Regions from separate parts of the Mus musculus genome. Here all the other regions are linked to region 2. The links are chromatin contacts, called in public Micro-C and promoter capture Hi-C maps. All regions are on one chromosome and are shown on one strand. Each heading gives the region's core, a stretch centred on a gene start, on an enhancer-like site or on the middle of the called end of the contact. The rest is flanking DNA. Distances are from core to core; before and after follow the strand shown. Region 1 overlaps Pcsk6 (proprotein convertase subtilisin/kexin type 6). Region 2 holds the start of Tm2d3 (TM2 domain containing 3). Region 3 overlaps Pcsk6 (proprotein convertase subtilisin/kexin type 6). Region 4 holds the start of Tjp1 (tight junction protein 1).

Region 1 (2,700 bases), core at 181-2,680, 270 kb after region 2:
GCAGCCCATAATACTCCCTCTCCTTCAGCCCCTGACAACCACCATGCTGCTTCCTGTCTATGCACTTGATGACTCTTCCGTACCTCATGTAACAGAACCATACAGTTCACATCACACATTCTAATCCTAAAACCCCGAATCCAGAAATATTCCAAAATCTGAATGTTCTTGCTCAGAAAGCTTCAGGTCTGAAGGAGTTTTGGAGTTTGGATTTTCAGATTAAAGACATTCAACTCATGAAGTCTTTACAGATACTCCAAAGTTCAAAATCTGTAATGCCTTTTAGCATTGTGGATGAGAATGCTCTGCTGTTCTGTCCTTTGCGGTTGGTGTGTTTCATTTAACATGATGTTATGGGTGTTTAACCGCGTTGTGCTCCATGTGGTTCCTACCATTTTAGGCTATTCTTGTAGTGGTTTCTTCTCTTCATAAAGCCCATTGTCTGCTCCTCTTTGTAGGACTGCAGGAGCTACATGGGCTCGAACTCTGTACTCATAACCATGCACCAAAGCTGTGCTCATGGGTCTGAGCTCTCCACTCATAACCACGCACCCAAACTGTGCCCTAGGCTGTCTTCTTTTTCCCTGAACCTTGCTTCCTAAACTGACAGTGACAAGGGACCAACTTGCCTAAGTCTCATGAAACCTACAGTTATAAATGTGTGAATGGGTCTGGCAGAAAAGGGTTAGCTGCATGTCTGAGTCATTTTTTCATTAGTGTGACAAGCGATTCATTTGGCTCACAGTTTGAAGGGATACGGTTCATCATGGTATAGACGTCATGGAGACCTGGGCTCTGTCTGTGGTGACAATGGCCTATGGCACAGCTTTTTACTTGGCAGATTAAGGAATACTTTTAGACCAGGCCTAAGTTATAACCTTTAAGGTCCATTCCTACAACCTCCAGTGACCTCTTTCTTGCTGACAGGCTCACTCTATGAGAGGTTCCACAGCCTCCCCCCTCAATCAATGCCATCAGCCAGTGACCAAGCACTCAAACTTGTGAGCCTGTGGGGGAACATTCCCCATCCAAATAAAAACACCTTGTGTGCAACTGTGGAGTCAGAAACAGTTTAGACATCAACTGTCACATAACAACCCAATCTTTTGTTCTAGATGAGTTTTTAAGTGATTCAGAGAGAATATTTGAGATGTGTAAATTCTTGTAATTATGCATGCTTGTATGCTGATTTCCATTCAGCTAAAGACCAAAATACTCAAATGCTACCAATTTAGCAAAAACAGCTAAATATTTTCAATTTCCAGCCCCCCCCACCAAATGTTAGCTTCTGTGTCCTGAGGCCCTGCAGTAATTAGTTACTTGTGTGGAAAGTTGTATTCTCATACTTAGCAATTCATCACTCTCTATTTTCCTCCATTCCTTATTGAAAACATGCAAGGAATTCTGTTAGTCAGACCTAAATAGAAAACACACCCTGCTTCATGACCAGTTGCCCCAAGAAACTTGCCTGCGAAGCGGTGGAAACTGACAGGGTTGGAGATGTGCAGGTATAATTCAAGCAAACCTCACTTAAGGGGGAGTTTACGGAGTTAGTATTGTTCTGGGGGGAGCAGTGGGGTCTAGTGAGTTTAAGACACTTGGACTGCAGTGTCCAGCAGGTCCAGGCAGCGTTGTCTCTGCATGGCCTTCTCCCGTCTCAAGGCATCATAGATGACAGTCCTAGGGCAGTGGTTCTCAACCAGTGGGTTTCAGTCCCTACAGGGGTCACATGTATGTTATGGGGGGGGGGTCAACACAACATGAGGAGCTGTATTAAAGAGTCACAGCATTAGGAAGATTCAAAACCACTATCCTAGAGGAAGACACGCCCAGTGGAGATGGGATGATCTGTGGACTGCAAGAAATAAGAATGAGGCTGGCAGAGGATCTAAGAATTCCTCTTAGTTCCAGTATAGATTTCAGATATTCCATCTCCCTGTGTTGTTGTTGTTGTTGTTGTTGTTGATGATGATGATGAAAACTGTTTTTGGACTGGGGCTATGGAGTGCTTCCCTGGAATGAGCCAAGCCCCGAGTTCAATCCCTGTATGGAAAGGAAGAAGGAGAAATCTACTTTAAACACTCACTGTATCTCAGACATCCCCGAGAGGAAAAGAAAAAAAGACTGTTTCATCCTAATGAGATAGAAAGTTTCTAGCATCTTCTTCCATGAGTCAAGCCCCGAGTTCAATCCCTGTATGGAAAGGAAGAAGGAGAAATCTACTTTAAACACTCAATGTATCTCAGACATCCCCGAGAGGAAAAGAAAAAAAAGACTATTTCATCCTAATGAGATAGAAAGTTTCTAGCATTTTCTTCCATGAGTCAAGCTCCAAGTTCAATCCCTGTACAGAAAGGAGGAAGGAGGAATCTACTTTAGACATTCGGTATTTCTCAGACATCCCCGAGAGGGGGGGAAATTTATCTCATCCTAATGAGAGTTTCTAGTATCTTCTTCCTGGCAGTAGTCTGAGTGACCCATGGAAATGGTCTTCAACTCATGTGACCCAGAAGACTCCAAAGAATCATCCACATTGAGGTGTCCACCTAAGGAAAACACTGAGTACCCAGGTTTTCAAGAATATCCATCTTTTAAAAGCACCCCCCATACCTGAAAGATGTCCTTTTTGCAGAAGCAGCATTTGTCCCCATGATGTTGGCAGTAGACTTGCCCGGGCTAGCCAGTGAGGCTGGTCACGAG
Region 2 (2,700 bases), core at 27-2,526:
TTTCCTGGGGTGTTTCACTTGTATGTTGAATCGAGTATATTTCTGATTTTTTTTTTTTTAAATCAAGACTGGGTTTCACGATGTAGTTCTGGCTGGCCTAGAACTCACTGAGATTTGCCTGTCTGTGCCTCTGGACTGCATTTCTGATATATTTAAATTATTTTTATTTTGTGTGCATGGGTATTTTGTCTGTTGTCTGGGCACTGCAAGAGTGTCTTGTGCTTATAGAGGTCAGAAGAGGGTGCCAGATTCCTGGAACTGTAGTTCTGGGTGATTGTGAGCCGCAGGTGGGTGCAGGGAATCAAATCTAGGTCCTCTGGAAGAGCAGCCAGTGCTCCTAACTGCCGACTCAGCTCTCCAGACCCTGTAGTTCCGATTTCAACCTTATTGTCTTGGCACTTAATTAAAATACCGTTATGCCAAAGAGAAATTAGTTACAGATTTATTTCACTAGGTGCAGCAGAATTCAAATTAGATGCAGAGAAGCATCAGTCTTTGATATATTATTGATTCTCCTGAACATGAAGAGTGAAGCATCATAGATGAAACCAGTGTGAGGGTGTAGGGTGCGAATTGTAACCATTTTTAAAGCTAACATTTACTGCAGGATTGTTGTGCGCCGAACACCATTTCATGTACTTTTTCACTTATCAGATGTGCAAGTGGGAATTTGGGGACCCCAAAGTGCAAGTCAACAGAGAGAGACATACCAACAGCATGCTTCCTGAAGTATATGCCATAGAAACAACGTAGGTTGCAGAGAGCAGCTCCCCCTCCTCGAGGTTGCTCTCCTGGCCAGTTTGGGGTTGGACTCTGCTCCTACGTGAAAATTCCACACACTTGGCTCTTGTCCCAGGCCCTGAGACCTAACCTGTTTTTCCAGTCTCAGAGGAACTCTAAACTCCGCGTGTCCCCCAACAGGCTGTGGTAAAACCTAAGGCAGGAGCCCTGGGTCCTGGTGCATGGGACTCTTGGAGCTGCTTCCCTGGCTTCATGGGTCAGCGGAACTAAAATGGGCTAACCACATCGCATCACAACCGTTTCCCAGACTCCCAATGGAAAGAGAAGGGCATCTCTTCAAAGGCAGTGAGGGGCTATTCTGGTCCGAGCTACTTCCTGCTGCTGCGGGTCCCCAGTTTCATTCATTTCCCTTGGCCAACAGCACTCAGAGCACGGCGACAAGGAGACCACCCAACCTCCGAGCTGGGAAGCAATGACACCCGCCGGCGGCGCCCCGCAGCAGTGCGCCTGCGGGCCGCGCCCGGACACGCCCCCTTCGGCGCGCCCCCACCACAGCCCCGCCTCCTGGCCCGGAAGTGCGCACGCGCAGCGACAAAAATGGAGGCTGCGGCCGAGCCGCTGCGGTCTGTCCGCCACCTGTCCCGCGTGCTGCTTTTCCTGTCCCAGTGCTACATTCTGTCGGGAGATGGTGAGTTCAAGGCTGGGGGCCGCACCGGGTGAGCTGGTGGCAAGGGGGTCCCCGGAGCCGCAGGAGGCCGGCGACCGACGCCTGGGCGCCGCAGCCCGAGGCCGCAGCACTGCGCTCCAGCCCGCCCCGAAAACCGGTGTTCCCTGAGTCGGTAGCCCAGAACCCCAGTCGACCCCGTCATTTCCGTTTCTTGAGCCGTAGATGCCCAGTGCAGCCCCTACCTGTTAAGCACACAAACCAAGGGTATCCTATCCCATGATAACATGCCTTTCTAATTGTAGGATCCTTAAATTTAGAGCATTCGCAGCCGCTGGCTCAGGCAATAAAGGATCCGGGCCCAACACGTACATTCTCTGTAGTTCCCAGGGCAGCAGGTACTAGACGTTTTCTATTCTAGTAAATGTGCATATTTATAAGGAGTAGTTGCCCGCCCCCCTTTGTTTTCGATACAGGTTTCTTTAGTATAAGAAGTCGCCTTTTGGTTTTGGCTGTTAGATGTGGTGTTGTTTAGATATGTAAATTAAGGGCAGACAGCCGCTTTCAGTAGACAGTTTTGGTCTTTTTGAAATCTATGACTTACCTCTTCATCCAGCCTTACAGGACTCTTCGTTTCTGTTTATTTTTTATTTTCCACTCTCTTCCAGTTCTTTAGCCAGTACTGTTTTCCCTTGAGTTAAAAACCAACCAACCAAACACCGAACTCTACAATGCTTCCCTAATGTTATATGATGTGCTGGGTTAAGAAGGTTGGATAGATACCTGGAGGATAATCCGGGTGAGATCGGGCTTTGAGGGATCTTTGTTTCCTCACCTTTGCAGCCACTGTAGTTATCTTGATTTAAGGCCTTTTCAGCCTTGTGATTTGAACCTTCCAACCTCGGGCCACATGGAGATAGGAACAATAGTGGGAAATGGTATTTATAGCGTTAGCCACTTCATGTCACTTCCAAGTATTCCTGTTTTGCTAACTGTCCGCTAGCTCTTTAGGTTCATCTGTTTGGAGTCCTATTATTTCAGGGATTGGACTTGAAACTGGCAGAGGCATTTCACAGATTTTTATTTCGACGTATATACTAACACCAGTATTTTCTAGAATTGGAGGGCTGAGGGTGTTGTCATTTTTGTGGTGGGGGCGCGCCGAAGGGGGCGTGTCCGGGCTTCATTTTTCCATCAGTAACTTTTGCTGGAAAGGACATTGGATTGGATTTGGAGAGCTGTGTGTTCTGGTTCCAGTTCTGTCCAACATGTCCTCTGGTATTTTGCATAGACTC
Region 3 (2,700 bases), core at 185-2,684, 320 kb after region 2:
AATTACACTTCTCATCTCTCATGCATCATATAGCTTTAAAGATGCACACAGCAAGAGTATTAAAACTATAAGAAGGAAGAGCAAGCTTACATACGATGGCAAAGGCTATGGAGTGACTAACTACGACTAGAGATAGAACCATCCATGAGGCTGATAGGAGGTTTGAACACCTGCTCCGTGTGTGTGTGTGTGTGTGAGGAGCCAGTGTGCTCTTAAGTTCTTAGGTTCAGTTTCAAATTTGTTCTATTAATGAAATCAGTTCTGTAATTAGGAAGAAAACTCCAGGCCAGGAGGAGTCTCTGGCAAATTCTACTAAACTTGTAAGTGAAAAATAGTGCCAGTGTTCCATAAGCTCTTCCAGACAGCAGCAAAGAGGAGCAGTATCCAACTAGTGTGACAAAGCCAGTATAACTGTGGCAGCTGACTCCACAACCCACCCTGAGAACGCAGACTTCTAAGCCAGTTTCAAAAAAAAAAAAATGCAAGTCGCTATCAATAAACAAAATCCAATTGCATTTGTAAAGAGACGCAATTCTGATCTGCTTTTCTTGTCATATTTTGGATTAATTGAATACTTTTTATATTGTGTTATTTCCAGCATCGGCTTCTTAACCATTCTGAGCCGTTGCTGTAGGATCGCTAAATCACCAACTGCTTTCCAGTTCCGTTAGAACGGACATAAAACGCCACACTCACCGCTAATGCAAAGGCCTAGTTTCTATCCTAGTTTACCTCAGCAGTGCTGGGGGGGGGGGGGGGCGCCCTGTACATCTCTGGGAATTATAACTCCTTCTTTCGGTGTAAATGTTTGGGTTTTTGTTTTGTTTTGTTTTGTTTTTCTTTAAGATGCCTTAAAGAAATAAAGAAGAGGCACTAGGGAGATTGCTCAGTCAGCGAAGTACCTGCCAAGCAAGCATGGGACCTCAGTGCAGATCCTCCAACACTCATGCTTCAAAAAAGGGTGTGTGTGGGGGGGGAGGGGGGGAACACAGTGACACATGCCAGTAACCCTTGTGTCACGGAGGCAGAGATAGGAGGATGGGGCTCACTGGCAGGCTAGTCTTGCCAAATGGGTGAGCTCCAAATTCAGTGAGAGACCTTGTTTTAAAAAGTGAGATGGAGAGCCACAGAAGAGGACACCAGACAGAGACAGTCACCCACAGAAAGAGAAAGAGGGAGGGGAAAAAAACAAGAGAGGGAAAGCCCCCGTGCTTCCATGTCTGCCACACACCTGCCATTTCCTGCTGCTTTTCCTTCGTCTCTTTCTAGATGCACAGTCTCACCTGGTGCCATTTTCCCCTCCGCTTGAAGAATTCTCTTTTCTGTTTCAAAGACAGGACTCCTATGTAGCTAGTTAACTAGCTTGTCAGCAAGTAACTAGCACTCCTCCCGCCTCCACCTCCCGAGTGCCAGAATCACAGGTGTGTTCCTTCCACATCGCTTGGCATGCTGGTTTGTTGGCAGTAAATTTGTTCAGCTTTGCTTGCTATCCTTGTAAGTGCCTTTTTATAACCTGTTTTGGATTAGGTATAGAATCTGGTTTGGCAAAATGTTTTGTTTAATCTCGGCACTTTGAAGATACTACGTCTTCATCTGACCTCCGTTGTTTTCGGTGGAAAAAGCTTGCATTTGTCATGTGGACGTTACTTACGCCTGAGCCAACTAGTACGTACGTACACTCACACACTCCCCTGCCCACATTATACAAGCTCGAAAGTCTGCTGTATGCAAAATGAGTAAACAGACGAAAGGCACATTTCCATATTCCAGGGACATAGGAGAACTCCGATCCGCTTTGTATTGCCTCCCTAGGAAATATGAGAGGACGCCCAGGAACTCGCCAGGCGTTTGAGGGACTTATCCAATATTAAAGCAGACACCAGCTCTAGCAGAGACTAAACTTGGCAAGGGAAGCGGGCAACTCAGGCAGCAAGTGGAAACTTTAGAGAGCTGCAAAAAACAAAACAAAAAAAAAAAACGGCGGCAGCGGCAACAGTAGAAAAGGAGCCAGCTGCTATAGTTTTTACATGAACACTGGAAGATAAATGCCTTTAAAACCTAAATATGAGACAGAAATTTAAAAAAAAATCCAATCTAGAGTCCAACTGAGTGTGGCAGCATACCCCTGTGGTCCCAGCTGCTCAGTGGGCTGAGGCAGGAGAACCATTTCGTCCCAAGTCCAAAACAACGCAACATAGTGAGTTGTTTTTTTTTTTTTTAAAGAAAAAAAATCAGTAAGTAAGTCAGACAGATTAGAGGTATTACTCTCAGAAAATGAGATGAGGGTGTAGAAGAAATGCTGCAGGACTTATGTTAGGACAGGAAGGAAGGTGAGGAGCTAAGCACGTGCAGGATCCTGTGAGAGAACTGGGCTCTCACATCCAAGGAGGGAAGGCACCGGGCACTATTTAAAGTCAAGGAAGGGGAGCCATGCAGGAGAACTTTTGGAATCTGGGGTAAATGCCAGGAAAGGCTGTCCAGAGCATTAAAGGAAGCTATATGTTGTGACCAATGGAACCCCAAGAGATGGGGACAAAGAAAGGGCTGCTCTGTGTTATAAACCTTAGAGCATCATCTGGCTTTTCAAACTATTAATTTACTCTATTCCAGATAGCTTTCCCACGGGATGTGATAGCACATGCCTGCCATCCCAGAACTGGGAGGTGAGGACAGAAAGGTGCCAGTACCCTGAGCTTACAT
Region 4 (2,700 bases), core at 180-2,679, 320 kb before region 2:
CAAAAAAAAAGATACAAACTAAATTACTCCTACAGGAGCAATACTCTATTCCTTAAAACAATCTATACTAAACCTTGTATCTGCCAAAGAAACAAGGTCCTGTCAAGAATTCAGAAATTTCCATCTATTCTCAAAGGTTATGATTAAGTATTTCAAATAGAAAACTACATAAAATCACCACCTGTTTAAGCTGTTTGAATAACGGATTGATTTTTCTCACACTGTATGTCTGTCATTGAAAAAGCAAGCACTTTAGGATTTTTTTTTAATTAAAACGTACAAAAGAAGGATTCTACTTCATCTTTAAGAATTTTAGCCTAATGTAATAATAATATAACACACTGTCAAGAAGCACACTTCAAAGCACACAGGAAAATAGGCAAGTTGTTTTGTGCAGAATTCACCGGGCTCTTTTGGTTTGCACCCATCTTACTGTCCATGTGTAGGGACACTTTGTGCTACTTCTGAAAGTTGAAATTAAAGTGCTTAAAAACTTTCCTCCTTCTGTGGCCTCACATAAATAATAAACCTCAAAATAAACCATAGCTACTCTAGAGCTGAGTGTTTTGCTGTCTCCAAGCTTTATCGCTGCCATTGCGCATACCGCAGCGGGTGACATCAGATCGAAACTATAGGGTTTCGTCGGGTACCAACCACTCCTCCAGAGCCAGCCCCGCGGCTACCCACCCACCCTCCTGCTGCAGCTGACACCCCCGGGTCTCCGCAGACACGCTCCCGGGACCTGAGAATCCTCACCCGGGGCGACTTTCCAGGCGCGGGACCTGTTGCACGTCGCCTCCCAGCGCGAGCCGGAGCCAGGCACCGGCAGCCGTGCACCTGCCCGGGCGGCAGGCGCACCCCCAGCCCGCCCTCCCGCCTTCCCTCACCGCCCCGCCGCGGTCGCCCCCGGCTGCCGCCGCGGGGAGGGCGGGGCGAGGCTCCCCCGCCGCCCCCCGCCGCCCAGCCCGCCGCCCGGCTGGCCGAGAGGTTCTCACCTTAGCGGCCGCGGCCCTGGCGGACATCTTGTCTCTCTCCGCGCCGCGCGAAGCTCCTCGGACCCGAAACTCCGCGCCGCCGGCCCGCCCGCTCCTCACGCCACCGTCCGCATAAACATCTCCCGGGGACGAGCGGGGCAGGGGCGGGGGAGGCCGGAAAGGCCCGGCCCACGGGGAGGGGATTCAAGTGGGACAAAAGTCCGGGAAGCGTCCGCCCCGCCCGGGCTTCTCCGCGGGGCACACCCGGCCGCCTGCTCGGCCTCCGCCGCCCTCCGCCGGCTCGCCGCTCCGCAGTACCCGGGCCTCCGGCTGTCCCCTACACCCTCGGGCGTCTCCTCCAAAGCCTGCTCCCGCACGTAACTTCCCCGGAACGCGCGGCCGCCGAGAGACGTGCCGTCGGCGGGCAGAGCCGTCGCGGGCAACTCAGGCGGCCACGCAAAACCTGCCGGACCGGGCCACTGAGCATGCCCAGCCGGCGGGGGCGGGGCCTCCGCGAGGGGCGGGGCCAGGCCGGGTCCGACCCCCGCGCGGAAGGAAAAGCTCGGCTACCCAAGTTACTTGCTAGGCGGTTTCCGCTGCCGCGCGATCCATCCTGTTTGTTTTTATCACAGATCCGGCAGAATTCGATTCACCCCCACCCCCGAGAACCCCAAACTCCTGTGTACTAAAGCTTTTTGACTCCCTACACAGACTTGTCTACTTTCTCCTCAACCAGCAACCCCAGATGGGCCCCACGCAGGAGTGTGACAATTAAGGTCGGCCTGGCCAATACCCAACTGTGGTTTCTTTAGCCTCGCAAGTAACAATGGTCACAACTGTCACCATGTGTCTCGGCACTGTTACCCCATTGGAGATATGTTTTTGTTTAAAGCACAACAGAAGCGTTCTAGAAGGCTCAGGACAAACCGACTGCCTTAAATAAACCAGGTACAAATCTGGACACTGAGATAATCCCAGCCCCCTTCTCCCGCCTCGCTAGACAGGGATCTCAATAGAATATTTTAGGCTATCAAGATTGCTGAAATTCTTGGCCCCTGAAGAGACAGAGCAGGCTGCCTGCCTTTCTAAACCAGAAAAGGATGTAAGGACACGCGGAATTCAACAAGTTCAATAGGCCACTGTGCAAACTTAGGCCAACTGTCTTGCTGAACCAAAAAAAAAAAAAAAAAAAAATTAGGTAGAAAACTATTTCGAGCTTCATTAATTTACATTCTGTATACTGCAAAGCTCTTAAGGAATATTAGAAAAATTTAGTAACATTAGATAACATCCTAAAGTACCTAGCATAGTGCTACAGTAGCCATACAAGGAAGAGGGAGACAGAAGCATCGGCTTTTAGACTATTGTTGTCTTTTGAGAATTCAACTATATGACCAATTTAAACCTAATTCTAACTTGGAAATATCCATACATGAAATGTAAACATCAATTAAGGTTTCAAAGTCAAGTATTTTGTAACTCTAAGCCAGCTGAACCAGAAAAGAGCATCGTGCAAACCAAACCCTGTTTCTCGGCATGTAGGAAAACAGTTAAAGTCAGTTTTGTTTTTTGTTTTGTTTTGTTTTAGTTGTGGTGTGTGTAGTTATTTCACAGGCAAAGTGTCCTGTGTTCTCTCAAAGGGGGTGATTAAATTTATCCTATGAGAAAACAGCATTATAAAAGACTTGGGTGTGCTGTGGCTGAGAAAGCGGTTCCTGAAGGACTT

The links. Promoter capture Hi-C pulls out the DNA fragments that hold promoters and counts their contacts. Hi-C and Micro-C count contacts between places; a contact is called where the count stands out from the background.
Region 1: a promoter capture Hi-C map of liver shows a contact between it and region 2, with 5 times the contacts expected there. The contact joins the enhancer-like site here to the promoter of Tm2d3 in region 2. A contact is called at or near these places in 9 of 39 promoter capture datasets (the 3T3-L1 cell line, 3T3-L1-derived adipocytes, the HPC-7 cell line and 5 more), 1 of 15 datasets of contacts at CTCF or cohesin (the NIH/3T3 cell line), 1 of 484 Hi-C or Micro-C datasets (myocytes), 4 of 115 datasets of contacts at active chromatin or transcription factors (astrocytes, bone marrow-derived macrophages, fibro-adipogenic progenitors and 1 more) and 1 of 9 other capture datasets (adipose tissue).
Region 3: a contact with region 2 is called in a promoter capture Hi-C map of hippocampal neurons, with 4 times the contacts expected there. The contact joins the enhancer-like site here to the promoter of Tm2d3 in region 2. A contact is called at or near these places in 9 of 39 promoter capture datasets (the HPC-7 cell line, cranial neural crest, frontonasal cranial neural crest and 5 more), 1 of 15 datasets of contacts at CTCF or cohesin (the NIH/3T3 cell line) and 7 of 115 datasets of contacts at active chromatin or transcription factors (craniofacial prominence, embryonic basal ganglia, embryonic forebrain and 4 more).
Region 4: a Micro-C map of embryonic stem cells shows a contact between it and region 2, with 2.3 times the contacts expected there. The contact joins the promoter of Tjp1 here to the promoter of Tm2d3 in region 2. A contact is called at or near these places in 1 of 39 promoter capture datasets (cranial neural crest), 4 of 484 Hi-C or Micro-C datasets (LSK cells and embryonic stem cells) and 3 of 115 datasets of contacts at active chromatin or transcription factors (fetal liver, microglia and pancreatic cancer cells).

Annotation. Positions count from the first base shown.
Region 1 is chr7:65,963,436-65,966,135 of GRCm38.p6, forward strand. All of the region lies in intron 9 of Pcsk6 (proprotein convertase subtilisin/kexin type 6), which reads left to right. Among named protein-coding and RNA genes, the nearest start is that of Gm51486, 34 kb to the left of the region's middle. Within about 2 kb of position 1,431, at least 3 of the 459 cell types and tissues checked have an H3K27ac peak or open chromatin away from gene starts, as enhancers often do.
Region 2 is chr7:65,692,141-65,694,840 of GRCm38.p6, forward strand. Tm2d3 (TM2 domain containing 3) reads left to right here and starts at 1,277. Exons shown (of 5, transcript NM_026795.3): 1 at 1,277-1,429. The coding sequence starts at 1,339. It overlaps Gm33234 (a long non-coding RNA gene), which reads right to left and starts at 1,302. Exons shown (of 2, transcript XR_391545.3): 1 at 711-1,302.
Region 3 is chr7:66,007,282-66,009,981 of GRCm38.p6, forward strand. The region is part of intron 13 of Pcsk6 (proprotein convertase subtilisin/kexin type 6); the gene reads left to right. Among named protein-coding and RNA genes, the nearest start is that of Snrpa1, 52 kb to the right of the region's middle. Within about 2 kb of position 1,435, at least 14 of the 459 cell types and tissues checked have an H3K27ac peak or open chromatin away from gene starts, as enhancers often do. A contact at or near this core is called in hippocampal neurons, where this site is marked.
Region 4 is chr7:65,369,815-65,372,514 of GRCm38.p6, forward strand. Tjp1 (tight junction protein 1) reads right to left here and starts at 1,430. Exons shown (of 27, transcript NM_001163574.1): 1 at 996-1,430. The coding sequence starts at 1,022.